2 separate regions of the Gasterosteus aculeatus genome follow, and region 1 is linked to region 2. Evidence: chromatin contacts called from public Hi-C data. All regions are on one chromosome and are shown on one strand. The core of a region is the stretch at or near the end of the contact, and the rest is flanking DNA. Distances in the headings are between cores, read along the strand shown.

What was found. A called contact is a pair of places that touch in the nucleus more often than the background predicts.
Region 1: a contact with region 2 is called in a Hi-C map of skeletal muscle, with 2.6 times the contacts expected there. The contact joins the promoter of osr2 here to the enhancer-like site in region 2. A contact is called at or near these places in 2 of 6 Hi-C or Micro-C datasets (both in skeletal muscle).

Annotation. Positions count from the first base shown.
Region 1 is chr20:19,266,338-19,270,178 of fGasAcu3.hap1.1, reverse strand. osr2 (odd-skipped related transciption factor 2) reads left to right here and starts at 2,042. Exons shown (of 4, transcript XM_040166382.2): 1 at 2,042-2,348.
Region 2 is chr20:19,006,740-19,011,120 of fGasAcu3.hap1.1, reverse strand. The region is part of intron 46 of vps13b (vacuolar protein sorting 13 homolog B); the gene reads left to right. Among protein-coding and RNA genes, the nearest start is that of rgs22, 45 kb to the right of the region's middle. Within about 2 kb of position 1,445, at least 1 of the 9 cell types and tissues checked has open chromatin away from gene starts, as enhancers often do.

The DNA of each region.
Region 1 (3,841 bases), core at 793-3,292, 260 kb before region 2:
CTAAATACAAAAAAACTCACTTTTACAGGAAGTCGGTATTTCATGGGGACATATTTGTAAGAAAATGCATTTCGACTCTCTATATTGTTGATAAATTTGAATTAATTGTAGTGCAGTATTGATTGTAGCATTTAAAGAGCAGTCTTAATTATACTTAAATGTGAATTAATGGCCTCTTTCCAAGGACAAAAACAAAATGAACATAATAAAACAACGTTATACATTTTTGTGAAAAGAATACGTTGGAAAATGTCCACGACTATCATGTAAAAGTGTGGGGTTAATGTTTCTTCTAATCCGTCGCAGTGTTTTGACAGTGAAGACGTGAGGCCCGCGTGATATGAAACCTAACGAAAAAACCACAAGCGTGTCGGCTGCTGAACATTCTGCAGCTCTTAAGAAAACGACAATCAGGCTGCACGAGCTCCTGAAACATGGATTATCCGAAGCCTCTATATTTGTTGTCTCTCATGTAACGAACGGAAATAATCATTATTAATGATAATGCTTTAAATACCCATATAAAGAGATCAGCAACTCCATTCATGCGTTGCTGTAATTAAATAATTGTATTGTTTTTCGACTGGTGGGGTGATTTATTTTTATCTTTAATATTGAATATTTCTAAGAGCACGAATGGCGAGGTGAGGTTTCATCAAAGCGTGTTTTAGCGATCTTGCCTGAAAACATGAAGATGTACTGACAGTCAGAGCTTCAGTGAAGCCGCAAACTGCGTAGAGTTTAGCGGTACTTCCAATAGGCGGCGCTGCAGACCAGGTCTGAGCAGTGGAGGCCAGCGCTGCAGCAACGGTCCTGCTGTGAACATGGCAAAACGACACATTACTTTTCAAACTGGACTTCTGCATATTACTTACGTCTTAATATTATTTTTAAAAATGATAGAGAGAAAGGTTTAAAAACAAGATTCAATTATTCAACATTGATTCTGCATTTTGACGTTTCACTAAATCTAGTACACTTTTCTATACTTGACTTAAACTCGTAAAAAGATTTATTTAAATTTTCGGTGAATTTTCTGGTGGTTTTCATAGAAAACAAAAAAACCTGTGTAGCGTGCTGGTGATGCATTTGCGTGTGTGTGTGTGTGTGTGTGTGTGTGTGTGTGTGTGTGTGTGTGTGTGTGTGTGTGTGTGTGTGTGGTGTGTGTGTTCGTGCGTGCGTGCGTGTGCATATGAGTGGATCCATGAGGGATCATCATTATTATTATCATTATTATTATTTTGCATATGGCCAGACCAAGGCCACCAACCATTTGATTAAATGGCAGCATGATTAACATGACATACTATCTTCAATATGTTGTTATTTAAATTATCGAAATATATGAAATATGAAAGAATGACAGAACTGTTATTACTGCGTTTGGACAAAGGAGAGTTGTGTTTCAGGCCAATCCTATATATAGTCCCGCAACATATTGCAGAATATTTCAATGCACACAATACATCAAATATTTAAAAAAAAAACGTTATGTAATTTTAATGGAGAACATAAATGAATAATTGTGTAGCAAGAATCCTTTTTAAATGAGTGCCGTTCACGTGACAAAATAAAGAATGTATAAAAGAAGAAAAAACACAAGTGACCATGACTGCTTCGCGCTGTTGCGGATCTTGGGGTCAATGTACAGTGTGATGAATATTTTAACCTCATCACAAAGAAATAAAACGACTTCATGTGGTGGCTCTTTGGTGGCACTGTATTCCCGCAAATTAAGTGTGTAGTTTTAATAAATGGAAAAACATTGTAAACGGCATCCAGACACATTTCAGAGTTAGAAGAGGGGGTGAAAGAGGGATGACCATCTCCAAAAGACGGTCTCAGCCTTGACTGAAAGGTCTGTGAGAGGTGTCAGAGGAGGCAGGTTGAACAAAACACACTTCTCTACAATGGTCTTCAGACATAGTTGCTATCCAAACACAAATAAACAGAGGAGGAACATCGGAGTTAATGATAGAGGGGGGTGGAGGCGTGTCGGAGGGCGGGCTAAACACACCAGAGCCCCGGAGCCCTGAAAAGTGCAGGACCGGTGCGCATTACACACACTTCCAGCCCCAGCTCCGGACAGAGACACCCGCGCTGCCGCTGCTGCTGCCGCCAGCAAACTCCTCCAAACTTCTTCGCCCCCTTTTTGTCCCACAACTTCTCCCGACTCATCAGATCTGCGCTAAGGTCCGAGACTTCCCGGCTGTCTGCATGGCTACGTGAAAGTTTCATGGACTTGGAACTTGGAAAACCTTTCGCGGCGTTCTATTGGAGCTCTCCGCCACTATAGTTACTGTGGATTACTGACATAACGTGAGGACCTTTGGCAGAGTTTTGTTGGGGTAAGATTCCGTCTGTCCGGGTATTTTGTCAGCCCGATGTAGGGAACCGACACCACTCTGCTCAACTCAGCTCACTTGTTAGAAACTTTTCATCCAAAGGAAACTTACTGTTGCATGAACCAAATAGATCCGACAGTCGGTAAAATGTCCAAGACTGACTGATACTCAGTTATTAGAGACGATTGTTGGTTTGCGATGATCAACACCTTGGGGTGACAGCTCTCTATCCCAATGGGCCAAACATTGCCGAAACAAGTCTCTAGACTTTGGTTATGTTTACTTTGATGAAAGCAAAAAAAAAACTTGACAAGCACTCCGATAACACGACATGGCATTTATGCTGCTGTCAGAGTATAACATTAAGTCCAAAGGTTATTGAGAGGAAGAACAGGTCGGATAAAGTTACACACGTGGGCAAAGAACAACAAGTGGCTGCGCGGTGACTGGTGTTGCACCTGTGCAAACTTCAATTAAAACTGCCCCGTCTTTGAAAAGAGGAAAGCGAGGTGGAAAGAACTTCATAAGATGTGTGTAACAACTCTAAGCGACCTGACCCGAGCATGCGATCAGCCCTCCGGCTGCCGTGTCCCGCAGGACTCTCCCATCTGCAAGACAATCATGTCCAAACTCCCGCAGGTTTCAGACTCGGGAACGTGACGATTAGATTCGGGTGGAAAACATGTAGAACAAATGATCCAAACAGAATACGCAGGGTTTTATTTAATTTCGACCAAATCTAAAGGTCAGCGTGGGGCCTCGACTTACACGGTTTTCCTTTTCCCCTGTGTTGGAAAAGACAACTTGTCACCGCCGCATACATGGAACCGGGCCACCGTGGCTGTTGTTCTTTCGTAATGCACACTTCACCTTATTTGTCCGACATGTGGAGGAGACGCTTAGCTCCGCCGCCACAGGTCCACCATGAGCAGAAACACCTTAATTCAAAAACATGCCGTATGAAATCAAATAGTCCTAAAACGAGCTACATATCAGGCCTGCCAGATGAACTGGCTGCAGTCCCGCGAGCACGCAAATAAAAAGCACATGCACACAAAGTCACAATTAAAGTAGCATTCTTGTGGGTAATATTAGGCAGGATTTGTTTCGCGTTTCGCTCTAACCTGAGCGCGCATTTGACATACTCTTGGAACATTTAAAAATTCCTACAAATCCAGAGGTCACTTGTATTTCAGCGGTGTGAAACAACAGCTACAACCGTCAAAAACAACAACTTGTCTTCTCTAATTGCTTCGCCCGAACTTCATTCGGAGCGATCGGTGCCGAATCAAACATTCGCACCCACCCTTTTGAATTACAATTTTGATAGATTTTGTTTTTAAAAAGATGTAGCCTATAAATATAATATTGCTCATCTCTGCTTTTAAGCGTTTCTATTTACGCTCATGCGTTAGATACGTGTTTATATTCTCGCTGTGGTTCTACTTGTGTCGAACACGAAAAAAAAGTTGTTATGAAATTTAAATAATTGGAGG
Region 2 (4,381 bases), core at 196-2,695:
TAACAATACCAAATGGGAAAAAGTGGAGGGGGGAGTGAATACTGATGCAAGGCAATGTATATCCGCGCTTAACTCATATTACCGAAGGGCGCAAGCAATGGTTTCCTTTTAGGAGGTTAACAATAGCTTTGTTAATATTTCTTCTTAGCATCTGTCACTTAAGGGCCGGAACCATTGCTGCCAGCAGTGCTGCTGGCTTCATTAGTGATTAATAGGACACTTCTCTTGAAGTTCTGAGCCTCATTTTGTTTCATATCACAGTGACAGAGAAAAGGTTTCAACAGCATAATGTTGCCAATAAATCTTTAAAATTAACGACTCCTGAATATTCTTGGGACCCATTCTCATCTTTCTGCAACTCACTATTTGATCCTCCTCCAACCATTGTCAAACAATGTACTACATCCCCCAAGCTTCCCACCACAGCCGCCACAGCCAAGATTTTCATGAGAAATGCAGGGAGGACAGTGAGTCTCCACCTTTCACCAACCGCTTTTCTTTTTATCTGCTCACAGTTCGTTTCTCGCTCATCCTTCTGACTTGCAGTGTTTAGAAGTCTTTGTTTTCTCACTCTTACTGACATGCTGTGATTTTGTTTGGATTCATCATTGTATATCTGATGAGCCAGTCTGTCAGGACTCTTGAGTGTGTGTGTGTGCATTCATATATATATATATATATATATATATATATATTTAGAGTAATTCCTAACCCTGTGTAGTTTGTTCCAGAGGAAACTCTGCCTCTGACATGGGGAGATTAATTTAATTATCATGTTGATGAGAGCTGAGCAGCTAGAATCTCATATTTGTTTTTCTATGTACATCTTCTTAAACATATCAATGTGTTAGCAGTTTAAAAAATGTGTTCATCCCCTCCATCAAATCCTTGGCCTTGAAAGTACAACAAGGAGTTTTAAACCATAAAAGTTGCAGCCAGATTTGGGCAACAGAACTGTTTCTGGTTGGCCTCTGCATGACAAAAAGTGTTGGTATGTTTTAATGACCCTGGAGCGCGTTATGAAAGCAGACTTATTCGATCCATTCAAGTTCACCAACACACGTTAAGCCATGATGTCAGTTACAGCATGTGGTCTCTCACAGTGGCTGGTCTTTTTTTTGGTAAGCTCTTCATTACTTTGTCTGTACTAAAAGTATAATTGAAAAAATAGCAGAAATAAATCTTTGTCTTGTTTTGTCTGTTATAAATAAATAATTTTATAGTTAGTTTTTATCTTAAAGCTAACGCATTCTTGCTAAATTTTCACAGGAAGGTTTTTCTTTTCTTTATGATCAACATTCAAGGTTTTGCCTTTCTTGAGGCAATCCCTCTGGCAGAAGGGAATCAGGGGAATTGGAGGTGCAGGTGAAGAACCGGTGTGGGTTGTGTTGCCATTTGGATGTACCCTGGGTTCAGCACCACGGACAGCACCGTAGTGCTATGTGACTACGTGAGCAGCTTTGGGCTGCGAGGTGGCTAAAGTGGCACCCTGAAAACAGTCCTGCCATGCACTGTACATGGCCGATGAAGAAGCCAAGAGGATATTTTTATTAGATTTAAACACTTTTAACAAAAATCACTTGCAACGTACGTTTGATTGAGCTCTATTCAGATGTTTTTTTCCTGACTGACAGTGCCAGTGAAAGTCACTAGAGTGCCTGCGTTAGAGGAGCAGCAGGGACCTTAGTAATGCAGCCTCCGACTGGCTTGATTTTAGTTGCAGATGAAAGGTGGGGGTGCAAACTCAAACAAGAGAACCAAAGAGTGCAAAAAATGAGACAATTGACATACAGGTAAAATAGAGGGTTGGGGTTAGCCTTCATGGAATTCCACTCAAATTAGATTCCTGTGGCTTTTCCTCACCCGTGTTGTCTGGAAATATGCAATTATATACTGTATGTACTGTATATAAGTGTTCCCCTCTGTTGTATATCTACAGAGGCCCAGGGCAAGCCTTTCTTCTCCTATGTTCTTTGACTGAGGTTCCCATTTCCCCAAGGGTCCCCGACTGCTGACTCTTTCACCCCCCCCCCAGTGTGTGGCTCACAAACCTCCCTCCTCTCAGACAGTGCTGCTTTTGTCGCTCCCTCCGTTTGTTGCGAACACTTGCCGCGTCTGTGCCTCCTGGAACCCTTGAGGCCCTGGATGTCTGAGACGCCTTGGTAGAAAACCAGAGGGAGAACTATGGAGCAATGTTAGTCAAGCGTAAACCCCTTAGCGTCTCCTCTGTCGACCTCAGACCCACACAATGTCTTCTTCCAGCTCTCAAACCGCTTCTTAGACTTCCAAATGTGGGCTTTGATGTAGCACTGCCTTGTTGCTTTTCTCAGAGAGCGAGCCAAGGAAGAGAGAAGCATTGCAGACAGCTGTTAAAGCCACCATCATACCCTCGTGGTGCATGGGTTGGCCCTCGCTGCATTGGCACGAATGCTGTTGTGTCTCTCTTTAACTCAATTATGCACTCTCTTTGTTTTTTGTCCATTGCAGTTCAACTTTGTCTCTTGTCCCCCCCACACCCACCCTGCCCTCTTCTGGTCTTCCCTAAAGGACAACCTAATCTAAAGTCTTTTGTTTTGTTGTCTGGCTATAAACCTGTTTCTCATTTGTTAGGTGGCTGGCTAGCTCCCTGGTCCCAAAGTTATTTCAGCAGACAAAACAGGCCTCTGTTCCACAAACTATTTTTCTGATCTACCCCCATGTCATTAAATCGACAGGCGGTACTTGTACAAGACTTAGCCATCTTTTGTATACCTTTGGTAATGAAAATGAAATTTCATACTTTAAAAAAACAAAGCTTCAAGCTTCTGAGTAATTTACATGTTGAAATTGTTTTGGGAGGAATTGTAAGCTACCATCTAAAGACTTGCCTATGATGGAAACTTATGCAAAGCTACTGTTGTTGTTTATACTTCTGGTGCATGTCTCACAGTCTCAAACCTCCTGTTATAGTCTGTGAGACGGAACGAAGGAATGCTGGTAATGGGTAGACGACCGCTGCAGCCTTGCTGGCCCGTCTCCTGCAGCATCCAGGAACACTGATTACGTCTCCGCTGCGGACAGACAACAGTTATGCTCGAGGACAATAGACTCACTCGTTCAGTCTGCAGTAGGACAAGGGTTAGAGGGGTTTGCTGTGTGTGTGCGCCTGTAAGCACGTCTAGCCAAGTGTATCTTTTTCTGTCCATTTATGCTTCTCGCCCACATCATCAAAGACACTTGTATCTTTGCCATCCAAATGAAGTAATGGCTCTGTGTTAACCAGGAAGTTAATAGTCATTTATTTTGGTTATGACTGACTGATGTCTTTGAGTCTCACGGGACAGGATTCAGCATGGGACTAGGCAGTAGACATGACATCGTACTGGGGATGGAATGCGGTCGGTTGATTGACTCACCGAATATAACTTACAGTTTATGCGGGCGGTGTTTCTCAGAAGTTGACACCATTTGTGAATGTGTCAGTCGCCGTATTTGGGTTTTGCCTTCTGAGTTTCCATGACAACAGAGAAACATGCCAGATGGGGTTTCCAAAAGTTGATGTGGTACTGATCTTATGATGAGACCAGACATGGGCCCAACATGATCTGTGTGTGAATGTTGATGTTTGGTTGGACAGGTGTTACTTGTTACATTTAGGTTAGTCACTAATTCAGCAGATTCAGTGATTTGAAAACATGAGCAGAATAAGCATATTGGATTTTGGTGCAAATAGAATCGCCATGACGATGTGGCTCTGCAGTCTGACGTTAGTCAAAAGAAGAATGGAGTTAAGTCGATTCGAGCTGGAATGGCCAATCTAATCGGTAAATCAATCAGCAGGTATGTCTCCATGGACCTGAGATGAATCATCTGTAGCTTAGCTATGTATTGAGTACATATATATATATATATATATATATACATTGAGTGAAGTGTTTGACTAAAGCCTTCCATTGATACATCAATACCACTGGACAAGTCACATCCAAAAATATTGGACAAAAGCCTGTATTTTGTTGGCTACAGCGTGACAAGCCCTGCTCCCTATCAGCGAAAACAGATAACAGACAACATTTCAGTACAATGCAGTCACAGAGTGAAAATGCTTTGTTTGGTTCCATCCAATTACTCAGTTTTAATAATCGCCCTGCAGATCATTCCGGCACCAAAGCTGGAGCTCAGCAATGTGCTGGAAGCTACGCATCTGCCATCGGCCAGCAATAATCACAATCAGTCCTCAGGGAGTGAAATGAGGAGAATTTTTTGTTTCTTTCACACTCACTACCCAACTTGGTTAATATCATAAGATGACAGATGGGTTCTGAGTTGGTTTTGGACAGAAATGCTTTAATTCAGCGCGAGTGTGTGAGGGTGAGCAAAACAAGAAGATTTATTTGGAATT